Regions from separate parts of the Mus musculus genome. Here all the other regions are linked to region 7. The links are chromatin contacts, called in public HiChIP or PLAC-seq, Micro-C and promoter capture Hi-C maps. All regions are on one chromosome and are shown on one strand. The core of a region is the stretch at or near the end of the contact, and the rest is flanking DNA. Distances in the headings are between cores, read along the strand shown. Region 1 holds the start of Nfrkb (nuclear factor related to kappa B binding protein). Region 2 has its middle 95 kb from the start of Snx19. Region 3 has its middle 170 kb from the start of Snx19. Region 4 overlaps Snx19 (sorting nexin 19). Region 5 has its middle 150 kb from the start of Gm31013. Region 6 holds the start of Snx19 (sorting nexin 19). Region 7 holds the start of Adamts15 (a disintegrin-like and metallopeptidase (reprolysin type) with thrombospondin type 1 motif, 15).

Region 1 (4,087 bases), core at 624-3,123, 460 kb before region 7:
ATACTAACTTATATAAATTATCTCTCAAGTCTTGTTTTTTAAAGCAGGGGGTAGGGTCCCATTCTGTATCCCAGTTTTCAAGTAATTCTTACAGCTGTGCTTATTATACCTATTATACAGGTACTAACTGAAGATCAAAGCTTGGAAATCGCTTACCCAACTCTTGGTTGGCTTGCCTGCAGATGTTAATATCATATACAATACTTCTTACATACTCTCAGTTTAAACTGTAAACACCTGATATGATTTTATTCATCCACATAAATTCCTAGGGCTCCAATCACCAGACTGTTATTAGCTGTCAGTGGCCAATCTGACCTTCAGATCCATGTAAGTTAATGCAAGCATTTCCCAAAGCTGGAATCAGTATGAAGCTGAGGCCACGGTTCTGAACAGTGCTAAGGCACAGTGAACTGGAACTCACCGCTGTACCTCAGTGGTTCCCAGCCTTCCCAATGCTACGGCCTTCGAGTTGTGGTGACCCACCTCCCAACCATGAAACCGCTTCTGTTGCTACTTCATAGCTGCAATTTTGCTGTTACGACTTGTAATGTAAATATCTGTGTTCTTCAATGGTCTTAGATGATCAGTCTGAAAAGGTCACTCAACCCCCACTCCAAAAGGGTCATGACCCAGCTGCTCTACATGTACTGGACTCTTATCACTATTACTGACAAACAGACCAACAAGCCCACAAAAGTGGGAAGAGCAACCAGATTCTACCCTGGGGCCGTCACTATCTGTGACATCTTACCTCACCAGGTGTCAGGCTCCTTACCTGTAGTTAAGGAGGAGTTGGACCAGGCCCTTCCTACCTTTCTTTTCTCTTAGGATCTTAAAGGGAATCTCCAGCTAAGTGAGCTTACATTAACAGTGAAGATCCTTCCCACTTCCCAAGTTCTCAAATGATAATGGGTAAGTCTGTAATATACCTAGAATGGAAGCTCTTTTCTGCAAAATGATTTCACGTTCTGACAGTATTTCAGATCAAGGAAAGATACGGCGAGTGTTACATGGACACAGCTGTGTGGTCCCCAGGTAACTGTGCGCGCTCATCGTCAGCACACAGAGAATTGAGGACATCCTGCACGCATGTAGCGCCTAAATAACTGAGTGAAAGTGAGAAAGGAGCAAGACACCTGCACGTAACAAAACTTAAAAAAAAGAAAGAAAAAAAGAAAGGAAGGAAGGCCGGCAGGCAGACCGACAGACAGAGGCAACCTGATGCTTAGAATAAACTCCTCTTAGCGTAAGTGGCATAGACAGCGTGCAAAGCCAGTTACCTCATCTGACAGGTGCACAATGTACACAACTCACTCAGAAGCTGCTTCCAATACCGGCGGTTGATTAAGCTACACATAATTATCTAGCGACAACCGCTGCCTTGCCACTTATTCTGCACAAGAACTCAAAATACAAAAACAGGGGCGCTGCTAGCGAGCCGGAACCCCGGAAGCTGCCGATTTCTAAGTGTTGGGGGTGTCCCGGGCTGCTTCGCTAGACCAGGAAGGCCTCTTCTCTGCACCTGGGCTAGCCCACCCTCTAGACCCTCGCGAGCAACCAGCAAGCAAGGACCTCGGACCGCAGCCCCACGTCGCCAGCCCCACCTGCGCGCAGCGCGCCGCGGCCCGCCCCTCCCCCACACGTCCTCCCCCTAACCCTCGCCCACCCGGCAGCCGCACGCCACGCGTGGGGCCCGCCGCGTGCCCACGGCAACGCCCCGCTTCTCCCTTTCTCCCCGCTTCTCCCCTTCCCCCGGCACCCACCAAACCCGACGCCTGGGCCCGCCCTCACCTCAGCAGAGTCCGCGGGTCTCACCCGGGGTTCGTCGGGCCGTGGGCTCCGAAACGCGCTCGCTCCCGCAAGGCGTCTGGGTACGCGCACGTTCCGGGCTCCGGCAGCGGAAGGGGCGGGACCTGTGGGGCGAAACCTAACGGCGGGGCGGAGCGTATTGGGCAGGACGGGCAGGGGCGGAGCCTGTGGCAGCACCTGAACCGCCCCGACGCGTCTGGTGCCACAAGCTACGTCGGTGCGGAGAAGGCACGATCCATTCTGTGCGGGGTTCTCCTGGCTCAGGAGCTTTGGAGGATAGAGCGATGTCGCCTTTTGTCAGCTGCGAAGCAAGAGCACAGTCTGACAGGCACCGTGCTAACCACCACTTCTTGTGTGACAAAATTTTTCCAGGGGATACTCAACACGACAAATCAAAATACCGAGACCACCCAAGTCCAACTTGGTGAACTACTATTGGGATTACTTGCAGGCATATGGGTGAGGGTTTACTTAACAAGAGCAGAAATGACTTAGCTGAAAAACCAAGGCTCACCCCAGCATGAGTGACAACTCACAAAAGCTGGGAACCTGAAACACTGCACAGCCTACAAGCAGCTCAACAGGTTGCAATGAGTCCTTTCCAGGTGCCTCAGTTGGTCTACACCTTTCCAGGCAGCTCAGCTGGTTTCTGCTGCCTCCAGGTAGCTGGTCTGGCCTCAGAGTCGACTTTGTAGCTTTTTCCCCAACTCAGAATCCTCAGTTTAGCGTCCTTCCATCTGAGAAGGTCTCTCAGCTTTTATCGTTTATTCTGGCAGAGAGGAGCCTAAAGAATCTGATCCGTTTCGGGGACTTCCTGAAGCTATTTTGAGTTGCTTAAAGAGCTTTTCTTGAGTTGTTTAAAGAGCTTCCCTGCAGAAGAAAACTGTTAGACACCACCACTCTGTCGGGAAGGCTTTGCTGAGGCCACCAGACAGTGGAGGACCTCTTGCAGTCTTGAAGGTTGGGAAATATAACACAGACTCTAACCCATGTCTCCAAGTCCGCACAACTTGCAGAAAGTGAAAACATCGACAACTTACTCTTATGATTCATCATTACGCCTTCTTTCTCTAAGACCGTCTTATTTAGAATGTCTTCTCAAGTATTCTACAGTTCACCCTCTGGTCCTGCGTGGGTTAGCCACTGTTCCTTCGGTTTAATAAACATGTCAGGGGAGCAGGGCATGCCAGGCATGTCCTTCTCTCAGTGGAAAATAGTGCTTTCCAAATAAAGCCAAATCTTTGCACCCATGCGCACGCGCACACACACCCACTGACTCTATAAGCGTCCTTGGATCAGCGGGGCATGGTGGCGCAAGCCTTTAATCCCAGCACTCGGAAGGTAGGCAGAGGCAGAGAGGCAGAGAGGCAGAGAGGCAGAGAGGCAGAGAGGCAGAGAGGCAGAGAGGCAGAGAGGCAGAGAGGCAGAGAGGCAGAGAGGCAGAGAGGCAGAGAGGCAGAGGCAGGTGGATTTCTGAGTTCAAGGCCAGTCTGGTCTACAAAGTGAGTTCCAGGACAGCCTGGGCTATACAGATAAACCCTGTCTCGAAGAAAACAAAAAACAAACAAAAAAGATGTCCTTGGATCCTGTTGGAATTAGAAACCACCAATTAGAAATGGCAGTGCAGCGTCACTCTGGGTGACCAGACAGGAGAGCATTAAAACATTACAAACTGCCATTTTCATTAGCCCTTGTTCTTAGAGCAGTTTTAGGGTCATACAAAATTTAACAAAGCATAGGTTTACCTCAACCCCCGCCCCCCCCACACACACACATACTCTTCACCCACAAGTGATACATATTTCTTTTTTTTTTTAAGATTTATTTATTTATTATATGTAAGTACACTGTAGTTGTCTTCAGATACACCAGAAGAGGGCATCAGATCTCATTACGGGTGGTTGTGAGCCACCATGTGGTTGCTGAGATTTGAACTTCGGACCTTCGGAAGAGCAGTCGGGTGCCCTTACCCACTGAGCCATCTCACCAGCCCCCCCCCCTTTTTTTTTTAAATAAACTTATTCTTTTTTTTTAAGATTTATTTATTTATTTATTTATTATATGTAAGTACACTGTAGCTGTCTTCAGACACTCCAGAAGAAGGAGTCAGATCTCGTTATGGATGGTTGTGAGCCACCATGTGGTTGCTGGGATTTGAACTCCGGACCTTCGGAAGAGCAGTCGGGTGCTCTTACCCACTGAGCCATCTCACCAGCCCTACATATTTCAAATAACTGACAGATCTATGTAATATTGTTTCACTGTCCACCCAAAA
Region 2 (3,782 bases), core at 1,213-3,712, 400 kb after region 7:
AATGCATCAAGAGAGTGAGTACCAAGCCTCCAAGTTATAGCAAACAGGGCTGCTAAGAGCTTTGGTGTCAGGATGATGGAGACAAACAAGAGGGGCCCAGGTTAAATGAGAAGATGAACGTGTGTTAATGTCTGCTGGGCACATGGTAGGTTGTACAATGAATGATACCAGCTGAGATAGAATTGTGCTGGAGGGTCCTTAAGTCCTGAGTTTGGGATGTGCAGTGGTTTGTTCTCTAAGTGATTGATTCTAGGTCCCATCGAGTTGACAATCAGTGCTGATCATCACAGTGGAACAAAGTAGCCCCTGCCTTGAAAACTGTGTCAGCCCAGAGGCAGAGAGCACAGATACACACAACAGTGTGGTTCCTCACACAGCCTGACTGCTCCAGGGCTGAAAACTGAAGCTCTTTGCACCTGATGGTACTGTCAGGGCAGAGGGGGTTACACTATTCAGTCCCACGCTGTGTCCCGATCCTCTTGTGACCAAAGGACAGCATGCGTCCTATGATTTGCCAGGGTCAGGCCAGCTGCACAAAGACACAGGCTAAAATGTTGCCCATTTCTCTTCTCTGAAATTTGTATTTAATCTTTGACCTCTGGCCCTCTGCCCTGGCCACCTGAGAAAGCTAGCCATAGACAACAGGAACTCAGAGGCTAGGTCACAACTCAGGTGTCCAGGGAAAGGCCTCCAAGTGGCCACCCTGTGCATAAGGCAGGGGCAGGGAGGGCGTTTGTGGCATGAAAGCCTGAACTCATCTTGGATTCAAAGCATCCACCCACACAAGGCAGGACAGATGGGCCCATTTGCCTCCTTCAGCCCATCTTCATTGAGCCTAGCTTGACAAGGCAGGTGGTGGACTCCCAGATCTTCTGCCCAGCCCTTTGGCTTCTCCCAGCTGCTTGTGGAATCCGCACATGACGAGCATTGGGCCAGCTGTTAGGAATCATTTTGAGAATGAAAACAATTAAGCTGGGCAAGAAGCCCACCAGCAAATCCTGACCTCACTTCGGCACCTTCAGCCCATTGTTCTCCATCCTGCTCCTAGTCACCTTTTCGTGTCTGTCCAATAGACTTTCCAGATGTGCTCTGCCGGCGGACAGAGCAACAGCATAGCAGCTCTAAGGCACTGGCTCAACCAGGGCCCCCAAAGAGTCTCCCTCTGAGAGGACTGGCTGTATTCAATCCAATTCCAGACACCCCTGCAACCCTGCCTACCAGTGAGCTTTCTGGAAATCCTCTTGTTTATCTGTGTAGCAATGCTATTGGGGTAGGGGTGACAGCTGTGGAAACTAGGACCCAGCTCATCTGCCCTGGGCAGCCCACACTGTGTTGCAGTCCTAGGTGTTCAATACTCCATCACATCTCAGCTAGTATGGAAGCCCTGCAGGCAGGAATGATGAAAGATGGCCTGAACCAGAGGGCCTGGGACTCTGACTCCAGGCAGCATGCTTAGGAGCCAGGTGAAGGAATGACTAAGGATAACTCCTTTGGACGGTGCTTATGTCATTTACCCCATACTACTTCTGACTTCACACCATGTCCTTGAAACCTAGAGTTGGGCCTGGCATAGACTGGCCCAACAACAAACTCTTGTCTGACCTCCAACTGTGCCCACTGTCTGCACCCCTTAGCTAGGTTTTCTAGGCTCCCCCAAGCCCTTCTTTTCCAGGTCTAGCATAACGACCCTGCAGCTGAGGCTCACATGGAGCATGTGTGTAGTTTATCCTTAAGCTGGCTGGCTTCCTGCATTCTCCCCTTGCCCATTCCACAGGCCTCATCAGGACCACCTTCTTACACTTGCCTGCTTCTGTCTCCTCTCCTGGTCTGGTCTGTTCTGTTCTGGCACACGCATTCCCTTAATGTGGGTTCTTTGCCTTAAGTACAAAAGGGCTCTGTCCTAACCTCATGAATTGCAGGTAACCACAAGTGGGAAAACCCATCGGGACAGCAGTAGAGACATTCAGGGCCACAGAAAATGCCTGGAAAACCCAGCCCTGAGCCAGTCTCCAGGGTTCATCCTGGTTTCTGGGCCGCTGGAGAAGACACACAAAGGCCAACGTGGACTTTCCGGTGAAGTCCATATGAGTGTGAAGATTAAAGGTAGAGAAGAAGGTTCTGACAAGTGTTCTAAATGTTCCCTCTGAAATGTACAGTCACTATGAGTGAGTTACATTTTTAAAAAATGCTTAAGGAGATGGAAATATTAATTACCCTGATTTGATCATTACACATTATGTACATGTATCGGGTTTTCATAGTACAGCCCGTAAATGCACACCATTAAAATGCTAATTAGTAAATAAGAAACAGAGAAGAAGAAGAAGAAAAAAAAAAAAAAAACCAGTCCAGAGCAAAATTCTTCCCAGCATATCACCTTACCACCACAGAGGTTTGACCCTCTCTAAGCAGGCGGCTGGCCTGGCTGGCCCGCCCACCTTCACAGCTGCACGGGTGTGGCTGGGCTGAGGAGGCCGGGCTGCAGAACAGATGATTTCAATTTAAAGCACCGTTTGGGGAGAATACTGTTCCACTTGCTCATTTTTTCTTAGTCCTTCCCACCCCCGAAACGTGACTAGTCCAGTGGTGGATGAGCAAGGCCTGTTTCCATAGCAACTCCACTGTGAGCAAGAAAAATCAGAACACAGCAGAGGCTTGGGTTTTTATCTAGAAGATGCACTCAAGTGGATAAAAAATGGAAACCTAGCCGATACTAAGCTGGACTCTTGAGTTGGCCCGATGCCTTGAGCAGACTGTCATTCACCCTGAGGTTGGGGGTATGGGTAGAGTAGGGATGTACTAAACATGGCTTTGCCCAGGGAAACACACCTGCCACTTGCCTGCTTTCCATTAACCAAGCTTCATCTCTCTGGGCTCCAGGCCTCCTGGCCTGCATTTGTTTTCATGGCTGATGTAACTCAACCGAACTGATACGTCAGGATCTGGGTCTTTTTTGGATAGTGTTTCATGTTTGGCTGAACATTTTCAATAGTTTTGTGTACATTCATTTCCCACCTGGTGCTTCCAAAAAGGACCGTGGTTGGTATTTCATCTTCCAAAGCCAATGACCACAAGCCTAACCTTCCAATCAGTTGATAAGAAGCCTAGCATGACTTTAACCTTATCTAGAGAGGTTGAATCCAAGGGGAGGAGATTCTGAAGAAAAAGTAGGGATTTCAGTTCAACTTGTACGTTTTTTTGGGAGTTGGGAAGGTTGAGTTTCTAAGAAGAAATGACCAGCTGGATTGGGTGTTCCAGCCCATTCCCTGATTGGGATATCCAGGAAATGGGCTTGCATGGAGCAAGGTATTTGTACTAGCTGCTTGGAAAATGACTAAGGCGGACCTTGAGGAATTGGGACAGAGTGACCCTTACTCTTCCTTAGTGGTTTCCATGGAGACTCATTCACCAGCCCTATTCTGTGGCTGGCAAGAACTAATGGAACTGGGCTTAGAGAAATCTCCAACTGTGATTTCCTGCAAAGGTTTCTGCCCTTTGCTCTGAACTCCAGTGAGCTTTTTCAAGTTCATTGGATCCATATGTTTCTGACTCATTTACACTGAACTCATCACAGGGTTCTTCTTCTCTCTCTCTCTCTCTCTCTCTCTCTCTCTCTCTCTCATTTGTGTCTTAAATGCAGTTTTGTTCATAAGTGTCTCTTTCCACCTTAGAAACAAGATGCCACACCTCAGAAAGGCCTGTGCTTGGATGGTAGTGGTGGAAAACATCCTGGGACTTCAGGTTAGAGTCTGGGTTGGTTTACAAGAAGTGCTATGTTTCTG
Region 3 (4,095 bases), core at 1,199-3,698, 320 kb after region 7:
TGCTAGCTAGCCTGCTTTCGCTAGCCTCTTAGGAGGTCTTTCTGAATACTGGAGTGTGGGGCATTGGGCTGTGCACAAACAGCCTGATCCTCAGGGGAGCAAAGATCTGGAAACCGGGTGACCCGATGGGTGGTGACTTCCACCTACATGGGATGGCAGGTGTTCGGCCAAGCCTTCTGGGTCCCTGGCTCCTGTCACATAGCTACAGTCTCCCACAGGACCGCTCCCCCCCACCCCACCCCCCAACACAGGTATGTGGTGATCAGTCACATAGGAGCAGCACCAACCCCTCCCACATGCAAATAAGGTTTCCCCAAAACCCTCAGACCAAACCGATGAGAAGTACCTGTTGTCAGACCCTTACCCATCTCAAAACTATATATAAGAATCCTATCAGGATTAGGGGTGTGAGAACTACTCCTTCATCGGAGCCTTTTGTCCTAAGAGCTGTAACACTAGGGAAGAGATCTGCTCTCCCAAACCGCCGCCTGAGGCACTGCTCACTGGCTAGTCAGACTCTTGTCCGCCCAGCCTGACCCAACTCAGGCTGTGCAGGGCAGCACAGAGTTACAGAGTAACCTGGAAGACAAGGCAGAGATGGAGGTGGAGCCAACCGCCACATTGGAAGCAGGGAAGCAACTTCCCCTCCCTGCCCACACTTGCTTCCCTTCGCTGGAACCCTTGCACCAGGCCTAGCCAGAGATCTCCCGTGGAAAGCCTCTGATACTCAGGCCCACATTGGGGTAAGGATGGAATGAAAAGGCAAAACAGAAGGAGCAGTCTTTTCATCAGGAAGTGTATAGAAACCCTTGTCGCGAGTAGTAAACAGTGCAAGTAGACAGTCCGTGCTGGTGCTTGCTAAGCCATTGACTTAAAAGGCTTCTTTGCACGAAATACTCTATGCTATAACAGGGAACAGAGGAGAGCAAACCTTCTTCCCTCGAAAAGACAAGCAAAGAAACCAGGAAAGCTATTAAAAACAATCATTTCAGGGCTCCAAAAAGCAACCAGAGTCAAACAAGTGGACAAATGTTTATTCATTAAAAACGACTGGAACATTGGGTAAAAAATAGCAAGACTTCTTCTTGCCTGAGAATGGATCGTCCCAGGCACTGGGAGCACATCTCCCATGCACCAACTCTTCGAAGGCGGGGACAGACCTCTAAGATTAGCTGTGGCAGGCAGCTCAGCAGTTCTTGCTGCTTTTTTCAGAAATCCTAACTTGAGTGTGGGGCTGCTCACAACTGCCTCTAATTCTAGTTGCAAGGAATCAAACACTCTTTTTATGGCATCTACAGGCACTAGTGTGTGAATACACACACACACACACACACACACACACACACACACACACTCCCCCCCCCCCCCCATACATATATCAGCAGCCTTATAGTTAGAGGGAACTGACTGGCTTTGCACTGAATAATCCAAACCCAACCATGGAAACATTACCAGTAATAGCATCAGCAAAGGTAGGAGAAAATGGGGGTTTCTAGCAAGTTAAGCCCTGTGTGTTCTGAAGCAAATTTGACACACTGTACCTGTGCAACCCCATCCTCTCCTCTGGCTCTGCTAGCTTGAGATTTTTAGTACTAGTTTCAGCAAATGTCAGAGAAGTCAAAAACCTAGAAAGGATTTCCTGGAAGTGATCATGTAGAGGCCAGACACCCTCAGCATGATCCCAGGCTGATGGAAGCTAGCGATGATGACAACGGAACCCATTTCAGGCCATGTCCTCAGGCCACTCTTTCTCTGCCTTGAAAGTAAAAGATGTTGAATGGTTTGGAAGGATGTTGAACGGGCTTCTTCCTAGCTGTCTTATTTTGCAGATTAAATGGAGGTGTCTAGAAGCAGTAATAGAGTGATTTTGTTTGTTTCCTTCTTACCCATGAACCCTAGTATCAGTCGAACTGCAGGTCGTCAAAGGTACCTCAGAAAAGGGATGGAGGCTGAGGATACAGAACAACCAGTTGCTGCCTTGAATAAATGACAACCCATCTCTGCCTTCTCAAGCTGTTTTGAGACTCTGTCCCCTTCACAGATTGCAAACATTTTTTAAGGCATTAAAGTCTTTCCATGGCCCAGCAAAGACTTTAAACACTGAATGAAGCACTTGGATATAACAAATAGAGATACTGGGGGTTTTTCCACTTGGCTCTTCATTTGGGTTTTACATTTCTGGAGACAAATGCCCAAGAGAAACTGCAGCAGATATACACTCCCACTGATGTAGGTCTCCTTTCTCTGCTTTCACCTGTGCAGGATGACCAGCAACAAAGGATTCCAAATAGCTCTTCTCTCCTGCCACCAGGCCCCTGATTTCTTTTGAAAACAGGCACTTTCTAAAGGGTTCTGTTCCTGAAATAGACGCCTAGCAGGAGGTAGCCAAGGGCTATCTCTGGGGTTTCTTCCTTGATCCCCAGGGCTCTTTTCAACCCTCTGTCCCACTTGCTATTCTTAGATACACCCTAGGCCATGCTACTTTGCATTTCTATGGCTTATCTGACTAACAGGATTCAGTTTCTCCTCTTTTCTCACCTCTGAGTATCTTTTTCTGCCTTCCCTGACCATCTTTTCTTTGACATCATTGACCCACAAAGGTTCCTCGGGTTATTCTACAGATTAGCCAAAAGGCAGCGGGAGTTGAATGACTGTCTGAGGTAAAAGTGCAGGCTACGGGGAAGCACATGAGAATGTTTTTTGTAGGTCAAACCCATCTTCAGAGCGGACACAGATGTGGAGGTCTGTTGGTTAGTGCAGTGCCCCACCTATGTCTACCAACTTGTTGGTTGTTTTGTTTTCCTGGGCACACCTGAAAAGCCATTGGATTTTCAAGGGAGAGAGAAGAGGATCCCTTAAAGAGAGAGGACAAAGGAGATGGTTATTGGTAGACGGGTGGATCTGAAAGTATAACAAAGTAAAAACAGAATTCTAGGCCTTTAGGCCCAGGCTTGGGAATGTGGCCTTTGTAAAGGTATGCTAATCATAAAACAGATAGCGACATTCCTCTACCCACCAGCTTCCTGGGTTCAAAGAGTGCTCATTCAAAGAAAGTCACCCTGACCATTACCAGAACCTGCAATGCAAATGTGCTATTGTTAGGGGCTCTTAGAAGCTGTCTTGAGAGTTAACAATTACCAGGTATTCCTTGTGACTCTTGTAACTTTACACTTCCTTGTGACTCTTACCTGGTACCTTTGGTATCTTCCAACAAAGCCCTCCCCACTTCCTTGAGCTGTGGTTTCTTCCTTTAAATAACCCCTTACCCAGCTACTCGGGGTGCCACAGTCCTCTACCCCTGCGTGGTGTATGACCATGGGCCCGAGAGCACTCTTGAATAAAAATCCTCTTGCAGTTTGCAACAAGACCGTTTCTTGTGGGTGATTTTGGGGTGTCGCCTCTCCTGAGTCAGACCGTGGGGGAGTCCTCACGTTGTGAGTCTTTCAGATCAAGAGTCACAAGAATTAAAGAGCACGAATATAAAAACAGGTGTGTGTGTGTGTGTGTCAAAGGCAAGTGGGACACAAGGAACAAGTGGCACATGGCAAGATCCATTGCCAGAAGTCAGAAGCGATGCGTAATGCACTTTGAACATTGGGCTGGAAGAGCTCTTACCTGTTATCAGGTTCTGGGAGAAGAGAAGATAACTATGGTCTCAAGATGCTGGACTAAGCCATGAGGTGGCCAGCACAATAGTTGATAAGGCCCGTTTGGCCTCCAATAAGGACTTGAGCTTGAAGGTGCTCAGTCAATGTATTATTGTTGACCAGGTTCTATAGCTGTTATTGTTTTAAAGTGTTGTCTTATGCCTATTTTCAAATTTCTTTTTATTTTTTCCTTTGAGACAGGCTCTTACATAGTCAAAGATGACCTTGAACTTCTGGTTTTCCTGTCCCCACCTTGGATGTAGAATCCTGGGATTAGAAGAATGTGCCACCATATCTAGTTAACAGGGTGCTGGGAATCCAGCCAGTGACTTCATGAATATTAAATACTATCACCTGAGCTGCATCTTCAGCCCCCAACCCATATCTTTTTATAGCCTTTATAGCTGGGTAGGACTGCGGACTGCTTTTCATCTTGGGTAGTTTGCAC
Region 4 (3,601 bases), core at 610-3,109, 470 kb after region 7:
TCAACATCCTATTGTGGGGACGTGGGGCTCTTTTACTTACTACACTTGAAAAAGAGTAGCCGAGGAGTATCAGCTCTGTGTTGTAATGTGGAAATCTCTGGTTTTAGAGTGACCATAGTTCAAAATAACCTCTGAACAAAGTATACCCGAATATTTAAAGACGAGAACAAGTTGTAAGCTTTTAATTATTCACCCTATGGTAGAGGACAGTGACAGATTTAAAACACTGTGGACAAGATAGAACAAGGCAGTGCAAACCTGCAATCCCAGCACTTTGAGGCTGAGGCAAGAGCATCCCCAGTGAGGCCAACCTAGGCCACAAAGCGAGACTGTCTCAAAACAAGCAAAGAAGCAAGCATTGGGCATGGTGGCATTCACTTGCAATCCCAGAACTTGGGAAGATGACACAGAAGGATCAAGAGGTTGAAGCTAGCCTGGGCTACATGGTGAGGCCTTAGTATGAAAAACAGAATAAAAAACTCAAGCAAACAAAACCCCCAAACCACAAACCACCAACCAACCAACCCAAACAAAACAAAGACATCAGTAGACTGTATACAACATAACAATGCTTTGTATTTCTGTATTTGCATAAATGCTTGGCCATACATCTTAGATTTACTTTCCTAGTAATGGACTTTTTGAAAGCTAACAATCAAATTAAAATGTTTGCCAAAACTCCAGCCACAGGGTGATTGTTGTCAGGAATATGTTGGTAATAAGTTAGCTGATCTAGAATGAAGAATTTATTATGAAAAATCCATGCAATGGGCAAGTTACACATAGTTATGCATCCTGCTGGAAGGGCCAAGGGGTGAAAGGCAAGGGTTCATGGCCCAGCCATGGCTTCTTTCTACACGCTATAAATCCTGGGGAAGGGAGACAGCTGCCAGCTGCCTATGCTTCGTTCTGTTGGTTTTCTTGGCAAATAAGCCCTGAGGACAGAAAGGACTGAAAGTCAAACATGAGAGAGATGTCTAGATGACTAAGTCCCCCATGTGTTTTAGGAAGTGTTTCTGATGGATGGAACAACACCAAGCTGCTTCCAACCCAGTTTTTGAAATTAGAAAGAAGAAAAGAATGTAGCTGGAAGGAGGTGTGGTGGGGACACAGACAAGCAGCAGAAGCTGGCTCCCTTTCTAAGAAGTATGGCACAGAAAGGAGACACTTGTAGATTCTGGCAAAAATAAGACTAAGTGCAAAGGGTGGTCTGAAGATATTTGTTCCAGAGCTGGACACTGTGACACTTTTAAGACTGTAATTTGAAGATATATTATACAAATCTGCCTCTGAAGATGGTCAAGCCCTCCCCTTTGTTAGTAACCACAGCATAACCTCAAGCACCTCTGACTGACTTTTAAAACAGGAGACTTCCTATGTTGTCTTCTTCACGAAGTTACCAAGATGAAACGAGAAAAAATGAAAACTAAAAATGTTTTTGAAGATGCTGTGTTTGTGTGTGTGACAGAGAAAGTGACCCCACTCGTCCCTTGTACCAACCCTATCAGATCCAGAGAATAGGAAGAAGCCAGTGAGGCTTCATGCCTCAGTTTCCCTCCTTCCCGGCAGCCTCAGGGAAACAAAGATAGAAACAGTAAGCACTGCTGCAGAGTAACTAACCAGATTGAAGAGACGCCTGTTACGTTAGGGGTAACATGAAAACTATGGCAGACTCTCCCCAGAGCATAACTGTTGTTTACTAAACAAGGACACTTTCATTACAGAGACTAGAGGACCCACACTGTCTCATCCCCCCTCTTTGGCCCCTTTGTGAACTGCAGGTCTGGCTCATTCACAGTCCCCAGGTAGTAATCCTGAGCCTGCCTTTCAGTGGAGGGCAAAGGCAGGGAGGTGGCCGAGGTGGGCCAGTAATTAAAAGGGCCACCCATTCAGAAGAAGATTGAGTCAGCCAAGGGGAAAGGGCGGTGAGGGGTGGGAAGCCCTTAGCACCAGGAAGAAAGGCCAGACACAAAGGAAGGAAGAGGCAGAAAGTTAGCAGTTGTCCTGACAACCAGGGCCCCTACTGTTCCTGGTGACTTTAACTCACAGGGGTGCCCCCCTCTTGGCTGAGAGGGGAGCCACCACCCCAGGAAAAGAAGAAAGGAGGCAGAGGAAAGAGAGCTGCCTAATTATGAGCTCTTTATCAGGAGGGTTCCTGCTTCCAAATGTCACCAGTATAAGAAGTACCAGAGTTAGAGTGTGCTCAGCCAAGATTTGGAAGAAAATTACCTGGGATCCTGTTTAAATAAGCAGAGGTAGCAGGACTTCAAGACAGGGTGTGAAAATGGCTACAGAAGGCTAGAAAAGATCAATCTTGCAGACAAAAGATCAACAGGAGAAACATGTCCAAGAGAAAGAAACTGGAAAATCCGAGTTTGATTTGGGAGTAGGAGAGAAAGAAGCGTGAGCAGAGCAGGTTGGGGAAGCACCTGCGTGGGCGTTATCTAATGGCTTCTGCTTTCCTCTCTTTAGGATGCCTTTGAAAAGCTTCTCAAGGCGAAGGCTTTCCTGACACCAAGGAGAGATTCTAAGGACAGCATTGTGGCAGCTCCAGGGTTTTTGCATGGTGGCAACTCTGTGTGAATCAGCAATAGTTAGAAAGCAGAGGGAAATAATACATACAACTAGAAAGGGAAAAACCACAGTGGGGAGAGGAAGGGCTGTTGGGGCTAATGCTGACGCTGCACTACACAGCCAGGCTCCCACACAGGAGCCCTAACTCCTTGAGAACCGCGCTCCAGTGCTGCTGGCATGCCCATGGAGTGAGACTGAAGCGTGTACCTGGATGTGCACATCTGCTCCTTCACTGCTCCACTGTCACTTTCTTCCTCTGCAAGGCACTTGATGGCAATGCTAAGGACAGAGTGAGGATCGGAATGGAGTATGGCTCAGTGGCAGAGCACTGGCCTACCACCTACTTTACACAGACTTATCATCGTGCATATTTAAGGCTTTGGGATCCAAAAGGCCTAAATATGGGCTAAAGAGTACCGACAAAATTCTCTCAATTCAGATGTCTGTCCGGCTCATTATTACCACAGACCTGTTGTTCGTTCTGATCTCAATATATCAGTTCCAGCACTGAACTCTTAAAGGATGGAAGCCACTCAAAAGGCCATCTCTGACGAGACTGACTAGAGAACAGTGTGCTGAGGCCCCATCAGGTCAGGGAGGAGGGGAAATGTGAAAGATGAAAGACACTCGGCCTGTTTATGTCACTGGCACCATGGCGTGGCTTCTGAATTATGGAGCAATGCTTAGGCATCATCATCACGGGGCAGAGCTACTATTGCAAAATAAGTCTTCCTTACAGAAAGTAAATGGTATTTTTTAACCTGCAGTGCCACCTGGTGTTTACAGGGAGAATTTTGGTACTCATTTTCCAAGCCACAGACTTGCACCATTCAGAGAACTAGATTAAAAGCATTCAAAATTATTATGAGTTGCTTTCTATTTAAAAGTATAAGTAATCTACTCCATTTACACCTGCTGCACTGTTTGAAATATTACTTAGCTTAAACGACCCCTGGCTTATAAGGTGCAGCTCCAAACACATACCTTCATCTTCTTACAGTTTATTCCGCATTAGCTTTCTCCGAAA
Region 5 (3,777 bases), core at 431-2,930, 290 kb after region 7:
AAAATGCAAACGCAGTGCCCAACACAAAGAATTACTTAGTAAAAAAAAAAGAAAATGTAAAGAGTAGAATACAGTGAGTACTCAGTAATTAGTAACTCTATCTGATTAACAGACCCGGGCACCTCTTGGCAGCAGGAAGCGCCTCACTTTACATCTCCACACAGGATGGGGTTGGAAAGCCTTGGTGCTCACTGGTTGGTGACGACATCAGAGGTGTGAACACTGGCGGCAAAGGGTCAATCTAACTGACTCAGCCCAGCACACAGCCTGAGATGTGGATGCGTTTGGTGGCCCACAAATGTCAGTTCCAGCCTCCCAGAGGAGCCTGCCTGGCTGGACTTCAAGTCTCAGGCTCTCCTGGGGTTGAAAGGGCCTGGGAAAAGCTGTCATGAGGACCAGACGGGCCTTTACAAGCTGCAGAAGGACTGAAATTTAGTTTCTAGAGAAACAGAGAAGCTATGGCTTAAATGAGTTTCAGAACTCCAAATAAGCAAAGGGAGTCTCCTAATTCAAGCTATTGGCCACTCTGTGCTGAGTGACGGAAGTGGTGATGAGCCAGGAGAGAGAAATGAGAGTTGAACACTCTGGGGGTTGGGGGTCAGGAGTGGGGGGTAGTGGCCCCAAAGTATTCTGTCCTAACCATGCTCTCAATCATGGCAGAGAACAACTATGGGAACTGAAAGAAAACGATGCTCTATGTCCTGAGCTGGAATCCTCCAGCACTAGTAGCAGGTTCCTGGGCAGAGCTGTCTCTTCGTTTTGCACTGTGTCCCCAAGCTCAGCAGTGTGGGCCTTGGGACTATGCCCAACCTTATTTATGCTGAGGGCTCTATGTTGTTGACTTTATATCTCATCTGAAGGAGACACTGAAGAATGAGATATAAAGTATATAATGACCTATGTGCTTAAGGAAGCCAGCCTTAGCTGTTTGCTAAATTCTCACTGGGTCAAATACCACTCTTGTCCTGGAGTGTATTGGCATCAGGTGACATTACAAAACAAGGGTGATCAGGAAGTGTTCACCTTAGCAACTGAGGCATCCAGGCAAACCTGGGGTGGGTGTAAACAGCCACCTAGAAAGGGTTTATTTACTTCTGTTAATGGGCCTCCTCTTGTCTTTACATGAAAGCAGCCAGAGAAAACTCCAAAGGTTGTATTTTGGGGTGCTTTGGAAAACTCCCCTCTCTTGCTCTGCTTTTCTTTTCAGACTGCTCTGCATAAGGGGCCAGCCTCCTGCCAAAGTCCTTGTAATGCCCCTCTCGGGGGACCAAATGTATCCACTCAGCTGTCCCTTGTAAATCTATTCCTGTGTGAGGTTTTCCCCAAACCATTCATCCCTCCACTGAGCTCAGGCAGCTGGAATGCAGGGAAAAAAAATACATTTTTTTCTTTTTTCAAGAATGTGTCTTTTGTGTGCTTGGAGGGGTTGGACTAAAGAGGAAAAAAAAACCCAAACCTGTCTCTTTCACACACAAACACACATATACATAAGTATACACACATACCCACACACTCACTGCCTGTCGCTAACAGCTCCATTGAGTCAGGGGGTGGGGCTGTCCTGGGTTCTTGAGGGGTAACTAGGGGGTCCCTGCATGCCAGCAGTGAATACTTTGCAGTGTGGGCTGTGGGTCCTCAGCCAGAGAAACACCTCACTGGTTGTTTCCATGGCAACATCACAGTTTTCCTGGAATGGAAAGGCCTGTGATGGGTCAGAGCCAGAATGGGCTTTCTGGCTGCACGTGTGTGTGATGAGGGGCTTTAGGGAGGAGACGGCGCTGGGAACTTTGACTTAATTTTTCCTTGACTGATTATGGTCTCCAAGAAGCAGGTGAGGGCTGAGGGAGGGACTTCGAGATGACCTATGTGCTTAAGGAATGTGGCTGTCTTGGGGGCAGGCAGAGCTATGCTGTAAGGCAAGACAGATGGGAAGGGATGTTAGGTAGTAGTCATATGCATGCACTGGTGTGACAACATCATGATATTTCTCCTCCTGGTACACAGAGATGGCAGAACAGTGAAGCACAGGGGCTTGTCCCATTTTCTGAAAGACTCCCCAACTCTACCCATTTCTTATTGGACATTATTCCTGAGTCCTTTTCCCCACATTTCTGACTTTTTTTTTTAAGTTTATTTTTTAGATTTTTAGAGTGGGTGTGTCTAGCATATGTATCATGTATGTAATGTGTGTGGTGGTTTGTGTGTGATACATGCCCATGTATCATATTCGGGTACATGTACCCATCTACACTCCTGGAGGCCACAGAGAGATGCGGATATCTTCCTGATCTCTCAGTCTCACTCCCTTGAGGCATGACGTCTTGCTGCACGGGGAGCTTGCTGTCTCAACAATGGTGGCTGGCAAGTTCTAGTCATTCTCCTGTCTCTGCCCCACTAGCCTGGAGTTACAAGTATTTGTGGGCATTCCTAGCTTTTTATGTAGGTACTCAGGTCTTCATGCTTGTGCAGAAAAACTGTTACTCAGTACGCAAAATTTCCAGATCCAAGACTCTGTCTTTCTAATGTGCTTCTAGATGTTGCTAATGCTATGAATCCATGAACCACCTTTGAGTACTTAGTATTGACCTCCTGCTACTGTCCTTGGGCAGGATGGTCGTTTCTGCCTTGTAAGGCTCCTGTTCCAGATCTCATCTTCCCGCAAACACTAAGCAGTTGAAGCACCAGTTGTCAAAGTCATCGTGTCACACCTTGCAAAGAACAGGTTTGAGGTCATCAGCTGCGTGTTTCTGTAAGTGAATATCTAAAGGTGTTTGCCACAAGGAAGACCTATATTTGAGTCTTGGGTTGCTCAGTGGTAGAGCTATGCAAACTTGGAGGAGTTAGCTATAAGCATGATTTTATCAGCTGTGCTGGTAAACCAGGATATCTTAAATCTGTTAAATTTCCCACAAAAATTCCAATTGTATTGAAAAATATTTATTCTGGGCAGGGTTGGCTTAAATTTTATGCATGGTTAAGAGCAGTGGGACTGACTAGGGCTGGTGATGTTCGTGGGATCCACCCCTTCGGTCTAATGCAATGCAGTTCTGCCATGTAACTTCTTTGGCATTGTGCTACTGGGCTCCCACACCTAGGTTTCTTCTGACTCTAGAATTCTAGTTCTGGCTCTCATACGGATACCGAGGGCTTCTGGAGTTCAGTGAGTGAACTTCGGGATCACCTTTCCGATGTTTCTGCAGCGCGAGTGAAGAGAATGTGCTCGCTTCTTTGAGAACAGAGTCGCTGTCTTTATTGCTCTCAATCGTTTCTCTGGGAACAGAACCTGTTGACTCTAGAAACTCTCTTCATTCATCACTGATCATGAGTCATCTCAGTAGCATGTCTTCCTTGCTCCCTCCCTGAGATGTAAGATGCTCACATTCTGTTCTTGAAGCTTGGGTAGGTGCATACTATATCCCAGTGCTGACATCTGTGTGTGTGATTTATGGACACTGTTACCCCCCCTACTGGACTCTTGCTTCTTTGAGTCTCCAGAGCTACCTGGGCCTAGAGTCTAAGAATTTTGCTTTGTGAGTGAATAAAGATACTAGACATACACTACTGGCTGTTGCCCAAAGTCCTTCTGTGTGGAAAGGGTGGGCTGCTTTCTTCCCCTCCTCTCATTGCTTTCTTTCATCTCCACCTTTTCCTTTTAATGCACTGGAGGTGGAGCAGCAACACACAGAGAAGACGTAGCATGAGTTCAGACTCCCGAAGCCTCAGTTCTCTTCTTCACAGGCACTCAGTGGATGCCTGACCTTGCAGGTGCTCTGAGGA
Region 6 (3,804 bases), core at 411-2,910, 500 kb after region 7:
AGCAAAGCTGTAAGAGAGGTGTCATCTCCTTGCTCCACCTCCTTGTCTGCTGTGTCAATCTGGATCTCTGGGCAATTAAGCACGGAGACCAGCATGCCTGTCTCTGTGTCTGTCCCTGGGGCCTCCTCGGCCTCTGCTCCTTCCATACATTCAGATCCCTCGCCATCCTTAGGCTCCAGAGCCCCGGAGTCGTCTAGGGCACACAGAGCATCTTGAATCCTGTCAGAAAGGAAGTTGCCTGGGGTCATTAGCAGGATGGTTTCTTTGCTCAGTTCAGACAGTGGTGACTCCAGTTCTGAGTCTTCACATAAGAACAAGGGGCCTCGGATATCTGGCTGTAGAAAATGGGATGAGCTATTTCCTACTTTTTTTTCTTCGAGCATCCCAGGCAAATCTCCCTCTACAGCTTCATGGCCTTCTTCAATCTCTGGGGAAGGGGCTGGCTCACTGGAGGTCAAGTGTACTGGGGCTGTTGCTGGAGAAGATGCTTTTCCTACTGGCAGACTCTCTACTTCAACAATCAATGGCAGAGATGTGGGCACCGAGGGCTGCTCTAGGACACTGGATGAGCAGGGGGGTTTAGTTCCCTGTGCTGCATCATGTCTGTACTTGGAAAAGATACTCACAAGAATAAGGTGGATCCAGTCAGGATCTGATAGCTTGCTGATCAGTGGTAAGATGACATTGCAAGTAATAACTTCAACCACAACGTGGCGTCCAGTCCTCGTCTCCAGGTGGGGCTTGGGCACTAACTCTTTTAGTATCAAGTTCACAATGCCACGTGCATAAGTGACCTCCGTGGTGGGACAGCTCATGGCAGGATGGGGAGCTGTAACCTGGCAGTAAGCATCCCACAGCTGGGAGGGCTGAACTGGACAGCTCTGCTCCTTTGCAGTAGCCTCCTTTGCCTGAATATAGCTCTGCAGGTGACAACCACAGAGAGTCAGAACCCTCTGGGTAAGAGCATGGCTGTCCACTATGCTCATCCGCCTTCGAAGCTCCTGAACCAACCCTTTCATGGCTGCCTCCATCTCTGCCTCGAAGGCCGGCTCATGGCTCACAGAACGATACCAGGATAACACGAAGTCTCGGATAATCATCTGGATAGTGCGGTTAATCTCCTGTTCCAGCTGCCTTTCTGCCTCGGGACATGGAGGACAGGTGGTGATGGTAATGAATCGTTCCAGGTGCAATTGACCTGAAGCCCCTAGGATGGCAGTGGAGCCCAGCCATCCTCCCAGCGCTACCAGCGATGCACATAGAAGGATCAGAAGCCACATGTTGACCAGAAGGTGGATGACCAGTAGCCAGCCCACCAAGACCCCCACGATCATTAGCTTCCGGCTACTCCATAGATTGCTGTGGACATAACTGGACTCGGAGATAGTCCCCTGGGTAGGGGACACTGTTTGTGCCTTCATGGTTGAAAGGACAGGTATGTTTCCACAGATGACAGCCTCCGATTTTATTTTGGTGTCAGGAGTGGGAGCATGAACTGTCACCGAAGAGAACAAGTCCAGCTGCTACTGAGTGAACTCTGGACCTTCGATACTACTGGCACTGCAGAGCGACAGAAAAAGCTCTGCTTCTCCCGCTCGCTTCTGTCGACAGGGCCCATCAACTAGCCTGTTCCAGCCGAGATGAGGAAAACTTTGCCGGCCTCCATCATGGCCCAGGCGGAGAGTCTCTTCGCAGCCCCGCGCGGCCCACGGACACTTACGAACTCCGAAGCAGCAGCCGGCAGATCGGGTCACACGTCGCTGGGGGACCCGTGCTCAGACTGCGCCCCTGGGAACGAACTCTTGGGGGGGTGGGGATCCTTCCGACCGCCGCGGCCAGCAGCCACAACAAGCTCCGGCCGCCCAGGCCACTACACTCCGCAACTCCAAAGTGGACAGAGCAGCGGGCCGGCTAGCAGCCGGCGACAGCTTCCGGGTCGCGGCCTGCGGGAGCGGGGTACGCTGGGAGAGCGGCCTGGTGGATCGGAGCCACGGACGCCCCCTGGTGGTGAGGAGCGGTGGTGACGGTGGGCGTACACACCGCTCTGCTAAGCTGAGAACCCAGAGCCCGTGCTCACCTGGGCCAAAACGGATACTCGCCCAGGCTCTTTAAAGTGCTGTTTGTAAATATCTCTAGAGGTTTAGGGAAACTTTCCGTAATGAGCTTTGTTTTAATTCCCTTGGAGACGTACTGTTGGGAGCTAGATTGATGAGGGATTTTAAAAATTCTCCTTGCTTCTTCCAGAACGCCCCACCTCTACCCCCACTCCACCCCCCCCCCCGACCCCCCTCCCAACTCTACTCAATTCACAGTCCACCTCTTTTGTTTTCCGGAGTAGTCAAAGGTAAGTATTAAGATGTGGGGCAGGTTTCTAGAGAGTATTTCCTATGTTTAGTCACTGGCTTGAAGAGTGGGTCCTTGTAGCCCTTGAAGCTAATTGGGGGAATGAGTTTATTTGACGTAAATCAGCTTTCAGTAAAGCGAGTCCCTATAAGATATAGTGAATTGCAAAATCTTAAGTACGTTCTGGAATGATTTTAGTGAATCGCAATGGTTAAAGGGAACCCATTAAGAAGATAGCCTTCGTGCTGAATCTTGAAGACTTTTCTGCCTGTCGGCTTCCTTTTCTTCCCATGTGCATAGGCATGCAAGGCAGAGGAAGAGACGTCTTGTTTTTAGTTTACCCTCTAACACATTTGCCCCTGTCTGTGTTCTGCTTTGAACACATCTGCCAGTTGTCAACTCAAAAAGAGTGACCTACAAAGAAAGTCAGTATCTGAAAGTGGCACTGGCTATGTGTAGAAGCATTGATGTCTTCTTTGTGTGAAGCCTCCACCTTGGTCCTTCTGGACTCTGCAGTGTGGCTCTCCTTTCCATTTGGACACAGATGAATGCCATCGCTCTTTACCAGTCTGTCCTCTGCTGTAGCCTTGAAGGATTTAGGCAAATTCACCAAATAAAACAAAACAACCCAACAACAACAACAACAAAACAAAGCAACAAAAAGCAAAAACTAAAACAAAACAACCCCCAACCCGCAAAAAAAAAAAAAAAAAACCAAGCAAAATAAAACAACCCTGTACCAGAGAGATCTTACAGCTTCCTTTTCTGTCTCCACTGCTGGTGTCAAGGTAATAACTTTATTTGAATACAAAGGAAACCATCATCTACAATTGGATGTGGTTGACAACTAACAGCCTCAAAGGCCAACAATATAGTTTAGGATCAAAGTGTTTCTAGGCAGGCAAGGTGATCTCTGGAGTTACAAAGCACTAATTCATGTTGCCAGGGTGAACATCCTTTCACTGTATCCTCCTCCCAACTGAAAGGAATGTGAGACCTGCAGACTGCCTGTCTTGTCCTCCCAAACTATCCTGTTGTTCCGGGAACAGTTACCTGACAGTAATGCTCTAGAGAAGTAAATATCCCTGCTGCCCACGCAAGAGTCACAGCAGAGACTTAAATGGCGGAGAACTAATGGTACCACTTAGGACTTCGCTTCTGCAGCTCAGAGAAAAACCTCCCATGCATCATGAGACCGAAAGTGCAGGGTAGCAACGAACTGACCTTGTCAGTGGGCGTTGTGCCACCTGAGCAGATGGTCTGAAGCTCTGAGGTAGCCAAGAGTGTCTTCCTGATTCTGCAGCACAGTTGATGGACATGCCAATGCACTTGTCATCTGGATGGCTATGAGCTTCTGCCTGGGGATTTAGGACAGATCTTAGGATCCAAACAGATTAATCATTGGGAGGAGGTGAGAGCCCTGCCTGATAGAGAATGGTGTGGGCCTGTGGTGGGGGAGGC
Region 7 (3,898 bases), core at 674-3,173:
CCCTGGAGGGCTGTCTAAGGTTCTTTATGGAGGGAAGATAACAGGCTCTTCAGTGGTGGACCTGATGAGCTTTCTCTTTCTGAGGACAATGGAACCTGTTTCCTTGAGCAGCCACTTCTCAATACAACTCCCCAACCTTTTCTCAGCACCTTCTTTATCCTTAAAATGGTCACACTCCTTATTTCCTACTGTTCTCTTTCCAATGCAAGCCAGGGCAATTTGTTTCTTCAAAGATTTTTCTGGTTATCAAGAAAGATTAGGCAGGAAAGCCTCCTTCTTCTATTGGGTTTCTTTTTTTTGATGGAAGGGGGAAAAGGGAAATTCTGCAGACTATTTTATTTTATTTTATTTTATTTTATTTTATTTTATTTTATGTACATGACTGCTTTGTCTGTATGTGTGTCTGGGCGTGCCTGTGCCTAAAGGGGTTAGAATGTATCAGATCCTCACGTGCTGGAGTTATGGATTTCTGTGAGCCACTATGGGTGTTGGGAACTGAACCTGGGTTCTCCGCAAGAACAAGCAAGGGCTCTGAACCACTGAGCTATATAGCTCCAGTTCCAGATTCTGCAAGGATATGAGAACCTTGAGGTCTAGTGCCACGATGTATCAGTTGGTGCCCAGCCTTCTCTCCAAGCTGGATGGCAACTTTACAACGTGATTGTGCTTTCTCCAGCTGATCTGCACCCACTCTCCCACTCCAGTGCCTTGCCCTATACTTGGGTAAGGATCAAAATACATACTAAGGGCACATGGCCTGCCTTCCATTGCCCACCAGTCCCTTGACTCTCCCTGCTAGAAGACAACCTGCATTTGCTTGGCTATTTCTTTCAGGCACTAGGATGCTAATAAATGCTTATTAAGGGCTTGCCTCCTCTCTTCAAGCCCTGATAACCAGCATTAGCTGTAACTTCACCAGGACCTGTTTTGAAAGCCAATTGCTATGTGGCTGTATGGGTTGATGGAGATACTAAGTAGAAGGCTGTTTGCTTTCCCATCTTCCTCTGCTCTTCTCTGGGAGCTTTGGGCTTGGGGGAGGGGGAAGGGTTGAGGGTCTCAGTGGCTCAAGACCAGAGGCAGCCATCAGATAATTAGGAAGAGATGGAGTTTTGAGAGTTTATCATCTTTATTTTAAAATATAACTTATTTAATTATAAGCTTATGTAATTTAGTTTTAAATAATGGCTGCATTTAACATCTGCCTGGCAGAATTACTGAAACCTGGCAGTCTGTCTAGCCCATCCAACACAGTGCTAACCCCACAGGGCAGCCTGTGTGGGGTCTGGGTTCAAGAAGGGCTGGCTGTGTTTCTCGGAGGTTGTTCTCCCAACACTAGGACCTTTAAAGGGCCCTCCTCGGTTTGAGGTCCTTTTGGAGACTTGATGGTTAAGAAGCAGGGTGGGGGTTGTTGCAACTGGAGGAAAGAGGTGGGCCTGGAAAAAGAGGTCAGTGCTGTCTTGGTTCCAGACTCCTGGACCCAGCTGCCTTGGGAAGGCTAAGACCCAGAGAGCTCACAGATGTCCACCCAGGCAGTAGTAACTGATGCATCTCCGCACTGGGGTACCTAGCGCAAAAAACGTGAATAGGCTCCAGCGTTCGTTTCTTAGGTCAGCCCACGCCTCCTGCCTCGGCATAACGCCACTCCCTCCCCGCCAAGTGGCTCTTGCTCAGGAGGCGGGACCGAGTTCTCCAGTGGCCCCTGGAGGCTCCAGGCAGCGAGCTCTGGGAGGCTGGGAGGGGAGTTAGGGGAGGGGCGCTGACTGGGCAGTCCAAAGAGGAGGGGGCCTTTAATAGGCTCGCCCAGCGCCTAGTTTGCTGCACCGCTAGCGGCTGCGGTTCGCGAAGCAGCCCGCCACCTCGCGTCACTTCTCCACGGCAAATTTTCGGCTGTGCACTTGACAGCGACCGTACTAAAGCTCCCAGAGCGCGCTTTGCTCAGGGAGGAACAGGTAGGAGGCGCGGGCTGCCCTGTGCACGCTCGCTGCTCTGGGAGGAGTCTCGCGGACTTGGTTGGCTGTCCTTTCTGGGAACTGCCCATTGTCCCGGGCGTTGGTGTGTGGGCTACAAGGGGACAGTGCTTGCCGTGGGAGCCGGGCTAAGTCCCATCCCAGAGCGCGTCTGTGCGCGGCCCGGCGCCATGCTTCTACTGGGCATCTCAATCCTGGCTCTCGCCTGGCGACCTGCTGGCAGCTCCGAGCCAGAGTGGGAGGTGGTCGTTCCAATCCGACGGGACCCGGACATCAATGGCCGCCACTACTACAGGAGGGGTACGGAGGACTCCGGGGATCAGGGTCTCATTTTTCAGATCACAGCTTTTCAGCAGGACTTTTATCTACACCTGACGCCAGATGCCCAGTTCCTGGCTCCCGCCTTTGCTACTGAGTATCTAGGTGTCCCGCTGCAGAGGCTCACTGGCAGCTCTCTAGACCTGCGACGCTGCTTCTATTCCGGGTATGTGAACGCGGAGCCAGACTCCTTTGCTGCTGTGAGCCTATGCGGGGGTCTCCGCGGAGCCTTTGGCTACCGAGGTGCGGAGTATGTCATTAGCCCTCTGCCCAACACCAGCGCGCCAGAGGCGCAGCGTCACAGCCAGGGCGCACACCTTCTCCAGCGCCGGGGTGCTCCTGTAGGGCCTTCCGGAGACCCCACCTCTCGTTGCGGGGTGGCCTCGGGCTGGAACCCCGCCATCCTGAGGGCTCTGGACCCTTATAAGCCACGGCGGACGGGCGCGGGGGAGAGCCACAACCGCCGCAGGTCTGGGCGCGCCAAGCGCTTCGTGTCTATACCACGGTACGTGGAGACACTGGTGGTGGCGGACGAGTCAATGGTCAAGTTTCACGGCGCGGATTTGGAACATTATCTACTGACGCTGCTGGCCACGGCGGCGCGACTCTACCGCCACCCCAGCATCCTCAACCCTATCAACATCGTGGTGGTCAAGGTGCTACTCTTAGGAGATCGTGACACTGGGCCCAAGGTCACAGGCAACGCGGCCCTGACTCTGCGCAACTTCTGTGCCTGGCAGAAAAAGCTGAACAAAGTGAGCGATAAGCACCCTGAGTACTGGGACACAGCCATCCTCTTCACCAGACAGGTGAGTTCATCTGTCACCTCTTTGGATGCAACCCCATTTTTTTTTTTTTTTTTTTTTTTTTTTTGGATCATTGAGTTTAGATCTCCAAAGCCCCTTTGTGCCACCCAATGCCCCCTTTAAATTGGTTCCTTTCGAATTCTAGCGTTGGAAGTTCTATACAGAGTCCTCTCCTAGGCTCAGCAGAGCTCCATCTCATGTGCTTCTGGGGAGGTTGGTGGAGAGCCTGCTTTTTCCGAAGGTGTTGTCCTGATGCAGCCAATCAACGCCTTCTGGATCAGGCGCTGAGGGGCTGGAACCCAGGAAGTTGCCGCCCCTGAGCTGCAGTTTGTCTTCAAGATCGATAGGAGGCGCTATGAGGATGGTGTTGTAGATGGTGGCAATGGGAACTCCTTCCCTTTTCCTCTGTGGGTGGCTAAGTTTTCTCTGACATCTCCAAACAGGCTAACTTTTGCTGGATGGAGTCCTGGAAGGTGATTCAAGGTCAGTGCCTGCTGCATTTCTAGTGGGCAACATGTCATTCTTTCTCTGTCTTGGGTCTGGGAATCCTGGACTGAGACGGAGGGGATCATTGTAATAGTTTGTGAGTTGCTATGAAAGGCCAGACTTACATATACACTCCATCGCCGCTTCTCGCTGCATCCTTTTCTGTTGGGCCTTGTCCGTATGATTCCTAGCGTGCAGTCTAAGAAGGCCACCTGTTTGGAACTGGAACCATTTTGTTTGGAGCTTCACTTAGAACTAAGCTCGCGAAACTGCCTTTCAGTTTTCTCAGATCCTTGTTAGTAGATGGTGACCTGTCCAGCT

What was found. Promoter capture Hi-C pulls out the DNA fragments that hold promoters and counts their contacts. Hi-C and Micro-C count contacts between places; a contact is called where the count stands out from the background. HiChIP or PLAC-seq counts read pairs in DNA pulled down with a chosen protein or histone mark.
Region 1: a Micro-C map of embryonic stem cells shows a contact between it and region 7, with 6 times the contacts expected there. The contact joins the promoter of Nfrkb here to the promoter of Adamts15 in region 7. A contact is called at or near these places in 1 of 484 Hi-C or Micro-C datasets (embryonic stem cells) and 2 of 9 other capture datasets (adipose tissue and liver).
Region 2: an H3K4me3 HiChIP or PLAC-seq map of forebrain shows a contact between it and region 7, with 11 times the contacts expected there. The contact joins the enhancer-like site here to the promoter of Adamts15 in region 7. A contact is called at or near these places in 11 of 39 promoter capture datasets (the C10 cell line, the HPC-7 cell line, cranial neural crest and 7 more), 3 of 484 Hi-C or Micro-C datasets (muscle stem cells and uterus), 13 of 115 datasets of contacts at active chromatin or transcription factors (SST interneurons, craniofacial prominence, embryonic basal ganglia and 7 more) and 3 of 9 other capture datasets (adipose tissue, liver and pancreatic islet).
Region 3: a contact with region 7 is called in an H3K27ac HiChIP or PLAC-seq map of embryonic stem cells, with 10 times the contacts expected there. The contact joins the enhancer-like site here to the promoter of Adamts15 in region 7. A contact is called at or near these places in 9 of 39 promoter capture datasets (cancer-associated fibroblasts, cranial neural crest, embryonic stem cells and 4 more), 6 of 484 Hi-C or Micro-C datasets (muscle stem cells, nephron progenitors, trophoblast stem cells and 1 more), 16 of 115 datasets of contacts at active chromatin or transcription factors (SST interneurons, craniofacial prominence, embryonic basal ganglia and 8 more) and 2 of 9 other capture datasets (adipose tissue and liver).
Region 4: a contact with region 7 is called in a promoter capture Hi-C map of embryonic stem cells. The contact joins the enhancer-like site here to the promoter of Adamts15 in region 7. A contact is called at or near these places in 11 of 39 promoter capture datasets (the C10 cell line, the HPC-7 cell line, cranial neural crest and 6 more), 4 of 15 datasets of contacts at CTCF or cohesin (the G1E-ER4 cell line, the NIH/3T3 cell line, embryonic stem cells and 1 more), 37 of 484 Hi-C or Micro-C datasets (cerebellum, cerebral cortex, cortical neurons and 14 more), 15 of 115 datasets of contacts at active chromatin or transcription factors (craniofacial prominence, embryonic basal ganglia, embryonic forebrain and 8 more) and 3 of 9 other capture datasets (adipose tissue, liver and macrophages).
Region 5: an H3K4me3 HiChIP or PLAC-seq map of stem cell-derived neural progenitor cells shows a contact between it and region 7, with 27 read pairs. The contact joins the enhancer-like site here to the promoter of Adamts15 in region 7. A contact is called at or near these places in 7 of 39 promoter capture datasets (cranial neural crest, embryonic stem cells, frontonasal cranial neural crest and 3 more), 3 of 484 Hi-C or Micro-C datasets (cortical neurons, embryonic fibroblasts and uterus), 11 of 115 datasets of contacts at active chromatin or transcription factors (astrocytes, cardiomyocytes, craniofacial prominence and 7 more) and 3 of 9 other capture datasets (adipose tissue, embryonic stem cells and liver).
Region 6: a contact with region 7 is called in a promoter capture Hi-C map of embryonic stem cells, with 8 read pairs. The contact joins the promoter of Snx19 here to the promoter of Adamts15 in region 7. A contact is called at or near these places in 11 of 39 promoter capture datasets (the C10 cell line, the HPC-7 cell line, cranial neural crest and 6 more), 9 of 484 Hi-C or Micro-C datasets (differentiating embryonic stem cells, embryonic fibroblasts, embryonic stem cells and 2 more), 18 of 115 datasets of contacts at active chromatin or transcription factors (the 230-238 cell line, bone marrow-derived macrophages, embryonic basal ganglia and 9 more) and 2 of 9 other capture datasets (adipose tissue and macrophages).

Annotation. Positions count from the first base shown.
Region 1 is chr9:31,383,978-31,388,064 of GRCm38.p6, reverse strand. It overlaps Nfrkb (nuclear factor related to kappa B binding protein), which reads right to left and starts at 1,873. Exons shown (of 26, transcript NM_172766.3): 1 at 1,795-1,873. It overlaps 1700023A20Rik (RIKEN cDNA 1700023A20 gene), which reads left to right and starts at 2,017. Exons shown (of 1, transcript NR_165167.1): 1 at 2,017-3,062.
Region 2 is chr9:30,519,966-30,523,747 of GRCm38.p6, reverse strand. No RefSeq gene overlaps it. Among named protein-coding and RNA genes, the nearest start is that of Snx19, 95 kb to the right of the region's middle. Within about 2 kb of position 2,462, at least 73 of the 459 cell types and tissues checked have an H3K27ac peak or open chromatin away from gene starts, as enhancers often do. A contact at or near this core is called in SST interneurons, craniofacial prominence, embryonic limb bud and 5 more, where this site is marked.
Region 3 is chr9:30,596,419-30,600,513 of GRCm38.p6, reverse strand. No RefSeq gene overlaps it. Among named protein-coding and RNA genes, the nearest start is that of Snx19, 170 kb to the right of the region's middle. Within about 2 kb of position 2,448, at least 19 of the 459 cell types and tissues checked have an H3K27ac peak or open chromatin away from gene starts, as enhancers often do. A contact at or near this core is called in embryonic stem cells, epiblast stem cells and trophoblast stem cells, where this site is marked.
Region 4 is chr9:30,448,344-30,451,944 of GRCm38.p6, reverse strand. All of the region lies in intron 8 of Snx19 (sorting nexin 19), which reads right to left. Among named protein-coding and RNA genes, the nearest start is that of Snx19, 23 kb to the right of the region's middle. Within about 2 kb of position 1,859, at least 17 of the 459 cell types and tissues checked have an H3K27ac peak or open chromatin away from gene starts, as enhancers often do. A contact at or near this core is called in embryonic stem cells, where this site is marked.
Region 5 is chr9:30,630,499-30,634,275 of GRCm38.p6, reverse strand. No RefSeq gene overlaps it. Among named protein-coding and RNA genes, the nearest start is that of Gm31013, 150 kb to the left of the region's middle. Within about 2 kb of position 1,680, at least 67 of the 459 cell types and tissues checked have an H3K27ac peak or open chromatin away from gene starts, as enhancers often do. A contact at or near this core is called in adipose tissue, astrocytes, cortical neurons and 3 more, where this site is marked.
Region 6 is chr9:30,425,185-30,428,988 of GRCm38.p6, reverse strand. Snx19 (sorting nexin 19) reads right to left here and starts at 1,660. Exons shown (of 11, transcript NM_028874.2): 1 at 1-1,660. The coding sequence starts at 1,421. It overlaps Gm30933 (predicted gene, 30933), which reads left to right and starts at 2,011. Exons shown (of 3, transcript NR_169179.1): 1 at 2,011-2,122.
Region 7 is chr9:30,920,477-30,924,374 of GRCm38.p6, reverse strand. Adamts15 (a disintegrin-like and metallopeptidase (reprolysin type) with thrombospondin type 1 motif, 15) reads left to right here and starts at 1,923. Exons shown (of 8, transcript NM_001024139.1): 1 at 1,923-3,094. The coding sequence starts at 2,138.